Regions from separate parts of the Mus musculus genome. Here region 1 is linked to region 2. Evidence: chromatin contacts called from public promoter capture Hi-C data. All regions are on one chromosome and are shown on one strand. Each heading gives the region's core, a stretch centred on a gene start, on an enhancer-like site or on the middle of the called end of the contact. The rest is flanking DNA. Distances are from core to core; before and after follow the strand shown.

Evidence for each region. Promoter capture Hi-C pulls out the DNA fragments that hold promoters and counts their contacts.
Region 1: a promoter capture Hi-C map of pre-B cells shows a contact between it and region 2, with 3 times the contacts expected there. The contact joins the promoter of Cse1l here to the promoter of Stk4 in region 2. A contact is called at or near these places in 2 of 39 promoter capture datasets (liver and pre-B cells).

The regions. Positions count from the first base shown.
Region 1 is chr2:166,903,537-166,908,973 of GRCm38.p6, forward strand. Cse1l (chromosome segregation 1-like (S. cerevisiae)) reads left to right here and starts at 2,560. Exons shown (of 25, transcript NM_023565.3): 1 at 2,560-2,641. It overlaps Gm31204 (a long non-coding RNA gene), which reads right to left and starts at 3,758. Exons shown (of 3, transcript XR_866966.3): 1 at 2,043-3,758.
Region 2 is chr2:164,070,560-164,076,339 of GRCm38.p6, forward strand. Stk4 (serine/threonine kinase 4) reads left to right here and starts at 3,579. Exons shown (of 11, transcript NM_021420.4): 1 at 3,579-3,688. The coding sequence starts at 3,654. It overlaps Tomm34 (translocase of outer mitochondrial membrane 34), which reads right to left and starts at 610. Exons shown (of 7, transcript NM_001291155.1): 1 at 354-610. The coding sequence starts at 480.

The DNA.
Region 1 (5,437 bases), core at 1,310-3,809, 2.8 Mb after region 2:
ACTTATTTCTAACAAAATCCAGGGCCTTACCAGCCGGTGGTGGTACACGCCTTTAATCCCAGCACTCAGGAGGCAGAGGTAGGCGGATTTCTGAGTTTGAGGCCAGCCTGGTCTACAAAGTGAGTTCCAGGACAGTCAGGGCTATACAGAGAAACCCTGTCTTGAAAAACCAAACAAACAAAAAAAATCCAGTGCCTTGCTTGTACTTATACACGACATTTCACCTATACGGATGTGCATACCCAACACACAGGGAGGGGCAGGAGAGGTGCTCCTCCATGGGTGAAAGCACTGGCTGCTCTTCCAGGGGACCCAGGTACTGTTTCCAGCTCCCATGTGTCACCTCCAGCTCTGTGGGAAACAGCGCTCTCCTCTGGCCTCTTTGGGCACTGCATGCATGTGGCACACAGAAAAGAAAAAAACCTTAACATTAAATATACATATATTTGGACTAGAGAGGTGGCTCAGAGGTTAAGAGCACTGTCTGCTCTTCCAGAGGTCCTGAGTTCAATTTCCCAGCAACCACATGGTGGCTCATAACCATCCACAATGAGATCTGGTGCCCTCTTCAGGCATGCAGGCATACATGCGGGCAGAATATTGTATACGTAATAAATAAATAAATCTAAAAAAAAATTACCTAGCAACAGAGCCTGGTGGTGGTGGCAGTGGCACATCTTTAATCCCAACATTTGGGAGATGGAGTCAACCAGATCTCTGTGAGTTCGAGACCAGCCTAGTCTACAGCTCTGTCTTCCAGGACAGCGACAGCTACACAGAAAAACCCTGTCTCGAGAAGTCATAAGCAAACCAAACCAATCAAACAAAAAACCCCAGAACATCTTTACTGAGCAGCTGGGGTGTGCTGAGTGTTGGAGGCACGGCTATAAAGAAGAGCAGTAAGACTTAAGCTCTTGTGTAGAAGAAACACAAGAAACTCACACGCCTTGCAGACAGCATGAGGAGGAGGGCTGAGGGTAGAAGCACTTGCTGCCAAGACTGAGGGCCAGGGTTCAATCCCTGGGACCCACAAGCTGGTGAGACCTGACCTCACACAGCTACCATGGCACCCACGCACCCCTCCTGTTACATAAATTAACTCAGGATGATAGAATGAAGTCAAGCCAACCAGGTAAGATACAGAAAACCCAGTTTAGGGCTGGCGAGATGGCTCAGTGGTTAAGAGCACCGGCTGCTCTTCTGAAGGTCCTGAGTTCAAATCCCAGCAACCACATGGTGGCTCACAACCATCCGTAATGAAATCTGATGCCCTCTTCTGGAGTGTCTGAAGACAGCTACAGTGTACTTACATATAACAAATAAATAAATCTTAAAAAAAAAAACAGTTTAATGAGAACCTTACATAAACAATGCATGCTTTTGAGGGTAAGCGTTCCCATGAAGTATCGATTATGAAAATGAGTGTTTGTGACCTGGAATTCATGGCAAGCTAGGCAGCCTGTCCTTTACTGGCTAAAACGCAAAGTGAGCCAGCTACTCCTGGACCCAGAGACAGGAAGGAACACATATCAGTGCAGTAAAGTGGGGTAAGCTTGTAGCAGAGAGGAACAGAGAAGGCAAGCTAAGCTGGCTTCTTCAGCCCGGTCTTACTACAGAACACTAGGCTTCAGTCTTGATCAAAAACCTGCTTCTAGACCTTCACCTTTCTTTGCTTGCGAGGCGTACAGTCACACAACTGTCTCCTGGCTTTTGAAAAGATAAGATTTCTCTTGTTCAAGGGTCAAATGAACATCCCAGTTACCTTTAAGTTGCCACCAACTACATCGTCGTCTGAAAAAAAAAATTTTTTTTTGAGAAAGGATCTCACTGTGTAGCTATGCCTGGCCTCTGTGTAGACCATGCTGGGCTTAAATAAATGGCGATTGTCTTGCTTCTGCCTCCCAAGTGCCAAGTGGTAACAAGCATGAGCCATCGCCTTCAGCTTCTGAAATCATGTGTGTGTGAGTGAATGAATGTGGGTGTCTTCATCCATTGCTCTCTTAGTTTTCAAGGCTGGATCTCTTATGGAAACAGAAGCTCACCAATTAGCTAGACAGGCCGGCCAGTAAGCCCCAGCGATCTTCCTGTGTCTGCCTCCCCAGGTACGGAATTGTAGTCAGGCTGGCTTTTATGTGGGTGCTGGGGATTCGAACTCCCGTCTTCTTCCTTGCGCAGCTATCACTTGCTTAACCAAGCGTGCTATCCCCTAGCTTGAAATTCTTACTCATTCGTTTATTCTATTTGTCCTAGAACAGACGCTCTGCTCTGTCCCTTCGCTCAGGCGTGAACGAGCACGTTCCATCCAACAGTTAGAAGCCACTAGGAGCCACTCGCAGAACCTGCTAGGGTCTGAGGAAAGAAACCCAAAACAGAAGCCTGCGTCAAAAGGCACGGTCTCTTGTGACGTCACCGCAGACCCGAGCAATGGTTCCGATTGGCCCTCGCAGCCGGGGTGGGGCCAAAGCATTCCTGGCTCCACCCCGCGTCCCGGTCTCACTCGCACATGCGCAGTGGCCGCCACCTTAGCCGCCGCGCCATTTTGCCAGGGTTTGAATGTGAGGCGGAGCAGCGGCTGGAGTGGGGTAGTGTCGGCTGCAGCTCTCGCTTGGGATTCCCTCCTCGGTCTCGGCGTCCCCACGAGGTGAGGCATGGAGCGAGCAGGGTGGCCGCGGGGACGCGGCTGAGGGAGGGGCCGATCGCTGGGAGGTGGATCTGGGCCTCAGCCCGAGGACGCGCGCCTGGTCTTCCCCGCACGCCGCCTCTGGGTCGGGCCTGACCGCTCCGGGAAGCTGGGGCAGCTTGGGGCTCGGCCTCACGCGAGCTTCTCGAGCTCCCGCCCCTTCCCTTCCAGCGTTGCTGGGATTGGTCGCGCCGCCGCGTAGGCGTCCGCGGATTGGTCAAGCCCGCGCGTCCGTTCTCGGCGCGCCGGGGCCCGCAGCGTGAGCGCTGTTCCGCGCCGAGGCCTGACCTGGCCGAGCCGGTCTGGGTCCCTGGTTCTAAAAGAGGCCGGAGATCGCCCACTCTGACTTCGCGGGGCTTTGGCCTCCGCCAGAGTGGACTTGGCCCTCGGGTTTCAGCTGGCTGTGACGTTCGTGTCCCTAGGACCTAAGGAACCTACAGGCGAATGGTGTTCCCCTGCCTGGGGCTCGCCGGCTTTCCAGTTAGATAATCTGTCCCCACGCACACTCCGTCTTTCCCTAGGAGTGTAATTCAGAGCTAGTCCTTGCCTCTCTACGAATTTCCTAGTTTTTAAATAATTAGGTGATGCTGGGCGTGGAAACCGTGCTCCCTCACGTGTTGAACAATCTCTTCCACTGAAATGGCATTTTTACCCTCTCCTCAAACTTACGATTCTTCACTTGCATATTCGGTTAAGTGGCTTGAAGGTTCCGCTGACTGCAGGCTGTGTTTCCCAGAGGGCTCGCCTGAACTGCTGACCATGGCCATTCGTCTCTCCATAAGCACTGTCGCCTCCATGACCGGCTCTTTTAAGTATTCATAGTCCCGTCCTGTATGCTAAGTCCCCAGCTTTCGTGATGTTAGAAGCAGCTGACCTCAGATCTTGGCGGGGCTGCCTCCCTCCCTGCCTTTCAAGTTCCCTTCTTAGGGAGGAGTTCTCAGTTCTCACTGCGATGGCCACATCACCCACGTTTATGTGTCCTGTAGCATTGACCTTATATGTAGTAACTACTGCTTGTTTCTCACGGTTCTCATCTGCTCTGAGTTATCTTTAAGGATAACTTTTTATTGCTGGGTCCCATGTATGAGAGCCACATGGTGAATGCTCTGTTATTTTATGAAGACATGGAAGGTATCTGTCTGTCTGTCTATCTATTTATTTTGGATAAAGGGTCTTTCATAGCCCAGGCTAGACTTAGAGCGTTATCTTTCTACAAGTGTAGGCTACCACACTCAACTCTTCTTCACTTTTCCATTTGTGCAAAGGAATTTTCTCCCCTCTGGCTGTTTGGTGTTCTAGTTGGGCTTTGGGAAGCCAGTCTCTAGACAGGAATTGGTTGAGAGAGCAGTGCTTTTAACTGTGGAATTGATTTATTGCCTTATTTGTTTAATATCTCATTCTATGAAACCCTGGGAATATAGTGAAGAATCACAAGTGGACAAGGTGTCTCTCTTTAGGGAGCTCACGTTCTAATTGGAGGAGTCCGTGAGTGAGTTCAGGTATTTCAGGTCGTGACAGAGGTGACAGGTGAAGAGGTGGCGTTTGAGCAGAGACTAACCAGGGAAAGGTGAGGTGAACAAGAAACAAAAACTCAAGGACAGAAACTCACTTGGAATTCGGGGCGTCTTAGGAAAATCCAAGTCAAGTGGTGGGAAGAAGAGCTGGTGCAGGACTTTGTGGCCGTGTAAGTTTGGGTTTGATACAGAGTGGAAGCAGAGAAATGATGTAGGGACTCAGGTTACTGCCCAGACTCCTGTTGTCTTGAAGTGTGCTTAGTAACTGTTCTTTTTTTTTTTTTTTTTTTTTTTTTTTTTTTTGTGGTGTATGGGGGATATAACTCCCCCCTTTTTTTTTTTTTTTTTTTTTTTTTTTGATTTATTTTATTATTATATGTAACTACACTGTAGCTGTCTTCAGACACACCAGAAGAGGGAGTCAGATCTTGTTACGGATGGTTGTGAGCCACCATGTGGTTGCTGGGATTTGAACTCTGGACCTTCGGAAGAACAGTCGGGTGCTCTTACCCACTGAGCCATCTCACCAGCCCCAGTAACTGTTCTTTTAAAAAAGCCAAGGGTAGGGTGAGCAAGATGGATGGATGGAAAGTAACCCTAAGTGACCCCTCCCTGGCCTGACAACTGGGTTCCCTGGGACCCCAGTGCTGGAAGGGGCGAGCTGACTCCTGCACGTTGTCTTCTGACTTTCACACATATGCTGTGGCACATGTGCATATAATAAATGCCTATAGTAAAATCTCGGGGAACAGGAGAGGTGGCTCGGTAGTCAAGAGCATGTATTGGTCTTGCAGAGGACCCAAGGGTGGTTTCCAGTACCTACAGGTGGGCCAGAATTGCCTATACCTCTAGCTCCAGAGAATCTGATGGCCCCTAGCTTCCATCGACTCTTAGGTATACATACAGGCAGAAACATATACAGATACACATAAATTTGTAAAAAACTTTTAAGGTGGGAACAGATGTTAAGTTAATCTCTTGATGTATTGTTAATTTTCATTTATTGAGTTCCTTTCCCTCTTCCCAGATGCAAGGAAGGCCTCAGAAATGCTTCTCTTAGTGAGGTTGACAAAAAGACAAGAGTCTTGGACATTTTATCATGGGCGTTTGTGAGATGTTTGGGGAAAAGTATTTGTTCCCAAAACCTTCATTTTCATCTGAGGGCCCATAGGAAGAGGCTAGGCTTTCCGCTACTCAGGACTTTGAAAAGGTGTTAATGTTCTATGTGTGAGTGTTCACCTAT
Region 2 (5,780 bases), core at 2,329-4,828:
GCTCTTCCACAGAGTCTGAGAGTTTGGGGGCCATCCCGGGAGGCCGGCAAACAAGGACCACCTCCGTTCCCCGCCGAGGAGTGCGCAACAGCTTCCGGGTGGAAGCAGCGGATGCGTGCCCTTAAGGCCCGCAGCCGACTGGCCTGGGGGTGGTGGGGGGTGGTGATGGTAGACCGGGCCGCGGCTAGGCGGCCAGGGACGGAAAGAATCGCGGGGTCAAGCCCTGGGAGGGCCTGGTGCGGCGGCTGGACGCGGGGAAGGGAAAACCAGGGAGGCTGGGCCAACGGGAGGCCCGGTGCGGGGATGCGGGTGGAGGACGCAGGCCCGGAGGGAAACGTGGGGCGGGTTCCTACCTCGCGCCTGCAGCAGCCGCAGTGCGCGCTCGTACAGCGCCGAGGCTTCGCCGTACTGGCCATTGCGGAAGTTCTGGTTGCCGGCAGCGCGGAGCTGTTCCACGGAATCCGAGACTTTGGGGGCCATCTCGGGTGGGCTGGGAAACAGGGAGCAACGCACTTCCCAGCTAAGTGGTGCGCAACAGCTTCCACCCGGAAGCTAGGGCTGCGTGCCTTTAAGGCCCACTGTGGACCGGCCCTGAGGGGCGGGGCCAGACGAGGCGGGGCTAGACGGGGCGGAGCTAAGCGGCCGGAAGAGTGGGCTCAAGCCCTTAGCTCTGTCCGGCCGCTCTTCCTTGTCCAGGGGCGGGGCCAGGGAAGGGCGGAGCTAAGAGGGTCGGAGGCGGGGGCGTTGAGAAACAAGGCCTTTGGCGTGAGCTCTGTCTGGAACTCGTGGTCAACAAGTTTGAAGATGGTGGCTGGCACTCCAGTGCTGAAGCGACAGCTGAATCACCGAAGGAGGCAGACTATCTTCCCTCCGTTGGACCTGGGAAGCAATTAATCCACGACCAAGAGAAAACATACTTTTTGTCAAGATTGTTTGTTTTCGAGACAGGGTTTCTCTGTATAGTCCTGGCTGTCCTGGAACTCACTCTGTAGACCATGCTGGCCTCGAACTCAGAAATCTGCCTGCCTCTGCCTCCCAAGTTTTGGGATTAAAGGCGGGTGCCACCACGCCCGGCTCGTCAAGATCTTAATACTATAAAGAAGCAAAGAGCGGGATGATGCAAACGTGTGGAAGTCTAAGGCACCCTCGAGGACTGTATAGGATAGAGTGAGAATGATGAAAATTTTTTATACGCACAAAAGAATATAATGCACTTAAAAAAAAAATTGAAGCAACATAATCCAAAGTTGAGGTCTGCAGTTCCACCACTTTGGAGGCCAAGGACAGTATAGCTGAGCTCCTGTTTTAAAACAAAACCAAGAAAACACAATGATGTTATAGGTGATAGGTTATTTCTCCGTTGCCGATGAAATGAGCCAATTTAAACCAGATTATAGTAAAGGCAGGTTTATTGGGAAGCTGCTTTCGGGCAAGTTCACCGGTCCCAAAGGAGGAGGCCAGGGAAGTCGCCATGGGGACGGGGGTGGGGGGGGGCGGGGGGTGGGAGGGGGAAAGAAAGAAAGAAAGAAAGAAAGAAAGAAAGAAAGAAAGAAAGAAGGAGGGCACTTATGCATAGAGAGAAAAGAAGGGCAGACCAAAGTGTCTGGATTATATAGGGAGGAGCCTCTGGGGGAAGGGCAGCCCAGCCTCTGGGCTTAAAGTTCAGGGGTGGGGGCATGGCATGGCAGGTAGGCACTGAGGGATGCTGGGAGAACCTGGAGATTGGGGAAGGCAAACAATAGGAAATACCCCTGTGGAGGCTGTTAAACCTGAGCAGGCCACAGAGAGCCTCTGAGGCAGAGAATCAGCTGAAACCTGAGATGTCGGGATCAGGATTCCAGAAAGCTGGAAAGCGCCTGGCATCTTGTGGACCATAAAACTTATTTAGTGGGTGAATACAGATGGATACAGATGAATACAGTGAATACACATGGATAACACTGGAGCTGGGCTTGGTGGTGGACGCTTTAATCCCGGCACTTAGGAGGTAGAGGCAGGTTGGTTTCTGAATTTGAGGCCAGCCTGGTCTACATAGCATGTTCCAGGCCAGTCAGGGAATATACAGATGCTGCTTCAAACAAATCCCTACAAACAACCCTAAACTAAAAATATACCCACTACGCCCCTAAAAACAGAACGGTGAGGGCTCAGCGACGGAACTTCAGAAATCTGTGAGTTTTATTTTTTTAAAAAGATTTATTGATTTTATGTATGTGAGTACACTGCAGCTGTCTTCAGTCACACGCCAGAAGAGGACATCAGATCCCATTACAGGTTGTGAGCCACCATGTGGTTGCTGGGAATGGAACTCAGAACCTCTTCAAGAGCAGTCAGTGCTCTTAACCACTGAGCCACCCCTCCAGCCCTTGAGCTTTATTTTTGTCAATAACCCTATCGGCTTGAGCTGAGTCTAGACTGTCATTTTGGACTAAATTAGTGGATCTTTCCGTTTTTGGGGGTGTGCCAGGTCCAAAGCGAACCCCCAATTCCTCCCCCAAAAGGGAAGGCTTGTGTTGAATATTGAAAGTGTAAACAAAAGGATTGCTGGTGGACAGACCCGAGTAGTCCTCTGTAACCTGTTGGTTTCTGTCTACCAAAAGGAGTCACTCCTTTATCGTCCTTGCCTTTGGTAAAGGAGACTTAAGCCAAGCTAACCTGCAGGGTCCTTGGTCCCTAGTAACATATATCTGTTATGAGTAGCAAAGCAGCCTGGCCCTCCTTACCTCCTCCACTATGCTCCCAGGCTGTTCCAGATTACAACTTGCACACTCCCCTCCGCAGCAGTTACGCTACAGCAAGGTCCCGACCGGCTCTTCTCCCTCTTCGCTAATTTTTTCTGCCCGGAAGATATAGCCCTGGCCTTGGCCAGTCTGTTTTTTTCTCTCTGCTCAGGAGTCTTCCAGATGCTGTTTGGTCTCATCTACAATAAAACCTCTCCAGTCTTGGAGCAGAGATTTTGATGGTTTCTTGACTGCGCCCTAGTTTACAGAGGGCTTGGGGCTTTTCCCCTTGGCCCTAATATGAACTCACTTCTTTTTCTTTCTCTCTCTCTCTCTCTCTCTCTCTCTATATATATATATATATATAATATATATATATAAATATATATAAATATATATATACACACACACACATATATAAAATATATATATAAATATATATAAATATATATAAATATATATAAATATATATAAATATATATATATACACATATATAAATATATATATACACACATATATAAATATATATATACACACATATATAAATATATATATACATATATATAAATATATATATATATTTATATATATATATTTTAAGAACTCACTTATCAAGCCCGTGCTTTGCTAACAGCCTCCCCATCTGAGAAACTGGAGAACCCTCAAGGAGTCAGGCTTGAAAGTATTCAGTCCAAAGGCAAGTCAAGGAGAGGGTGTCGCTGACACTCGGGCCACTAGAGGCCGCCCGAGAGGCACCTCTTCGGCTTTCTGACTTCTGTATCCGCCCGCCACTGTGCCACGTGACTCCCGCCGCTCCGCCCAGCCTCCTCTCGCTTCCGGTAGGGGCGGAAAGCGGAAGTGTGGGAGGGTTCGCGGGGCGGGCTCCGGGAGGATGGAGCATTGAGGCAGTCTGGGCGGCTGCCGGCAGCGCCATGGAGACCGTGCAGCTGAGGAACCCACCGCGCAGGTGAGGGGCCGTAGGCTGAGAGGCAAGAGAGTTGGGTGAGGAGAGAAGGCGCGAGCTTGCTGAGGGTAGACCCCGGCGTGCGAGCTCGGGCCGGGAGGAGAGGGACCCGCGAGGCTGGTGACCGGGCTGCAGTAGCACCTGCCGAGAGAGGAGGGAGCGTCCGCTGGCCCGGGCAGAAGTGGTTTTGCTTAGAGAGAGCACTCTCTGGGCAACGTGCGGACAAGTTAGGGGAGACCCCAGCAGAGGCCGGGGAAGGCGCCCCAAGAAGGGACCCGAGGATGTAGGGGCGAATGCTGAGGCCGGGTGAGCGAGGACTTAACCCTGTTGCTTCGCTTTCGAGGCAGAAGTCGTTAGAAACATTGATTGGAGGTCCCATGGCTAAGTAAGGGGTGGAGCGGGGATTTTGGGTCCTGGTGGTTCTGTCCCAAGTCATTGCTCCTAACTGCCTTACTGTGTCAGTACCAACGTTTCACGGTTCTAGTAATGGAGAAAGGGTTATGGGGGGCTAGAGTTTCCAAGGGGCTTCAGGGTGTCCGCCCCATGTAGGATGATGTATTAGTAGTGATGGCGGTAATGGCTTTTATTACTGAGTTCATGAGTGACTGCCTACTTTTTTTCAAATCGTCCTCAGCCTTCCAACACCCAAAGTTGGGACGTTGATAAAGAACAAACAAACAAACAAACAAACACCAACCCGGGAGTGGGTAATCTGAGGTCCAATAAATAGAGTTTAGACACAGTAGGCTCAGCCAGACTTTGTCCTGTTCAAATTCTGTTTCGATACTCTCTTGGCTCTAGATTCTAGAAGTATCTAGAGTTGTTTTGGGTCAAGATGAACTGACTGCTGTTGTGCTGGACCACTCCCCGTCTCACCTGGAGAAAAAAAGCCTAGAGCCTGAGGGAGTCGTGCTTCTCTCAGACACAGCTAAAAACTTGGGTTTCACAGAGAAGACATTTGACTTCCTGCAGCAGAATGAGCACTAAAATAGGAAGTGTTCAGAGTAAGGGAGTGCCGGGCACCGGAGAGGTGGTGTGTGTGTGTGTGTGTGTGTGTGTGTGTGTGTGTGTGTGTGTGAAAGCCTGGGCAGCACTCTTAGGGGAGGCAGGGTCTGTTGGAAGTACACAAACATGGAATCAAACAAACAGCTTGTTGAGATGGGCTCAGGTTTGACTTAGTGTGGTGTGCTGAGGCACTCAAAGGAGTACTTATTAATTACAGCCAGAGAATGCTGCAGGGCGGCAGGCACTGTTTCATTGCTTTCCAGCTTGCCTGTTCAGCCATAGGAAATTGCTGGTGTTTTGAACTTGTAAACATGGTACACCTTACTGGCGCAGCTAGCCTTCGCAACTATCATATAAGGAGGATATCCCTGTATCCTTAGTGTAAAGAGGATAAAGCCAGGGCACAGAGAGGCAGGCCACTTGTTAGCTGCTCCATAGTTAGAGGCACAGTTGGGGTGTTAACATCTGGTGATCTAGTCTTAAAATCCTTGCGCTTAGCTTTTTTACTCTGATGTCTCTCTGGAAGTTACCTGTTACATTGGGTCTTTCTTTGTATATACGCATCTTAGCAGATTGTTCCTGTATGTACGGAATCAGTAACCACTAGGCCAGTTATTCTTCCATTCCTTTCCCCCAAAACCTTCATTTAACTAATAGTTTTGTTCTCTCTCTCTCTCTCTCTCTCTCTCTCTCTCTCTCTCTCTCTCTCTCTCCTCCAGAGACAGGGTTTCTCTGTATAGCCCTGGCTGTCCTGGAACTCACTCTATAGACCAGGCTGGCTTCGAACTCAGAAATCCACCTGTCTCTGCCTCCCAAGTGCTGGGATCAAAGGCGTGCGCCACCACTGCCAGACCACCATTTGGATTGTAAGAACTGTAGTAAAGCGCGAGAGAAGAGTGTGGCAGGGCCGAGTCCTTGGAGGATTGGTGCTGCCTTATTCGTTGTAACTAGTGGACTGCTGCATTTTACTATCAGAATTAAGTGGTTCAGATTGCTATAACAAGCACCACACCTGGATGGTTTAAGCAACAGAAATTAATTTTTTATGTAGTTGCCATTCTGGAGGCTGGAAGTTTGGAATCAGATGTCT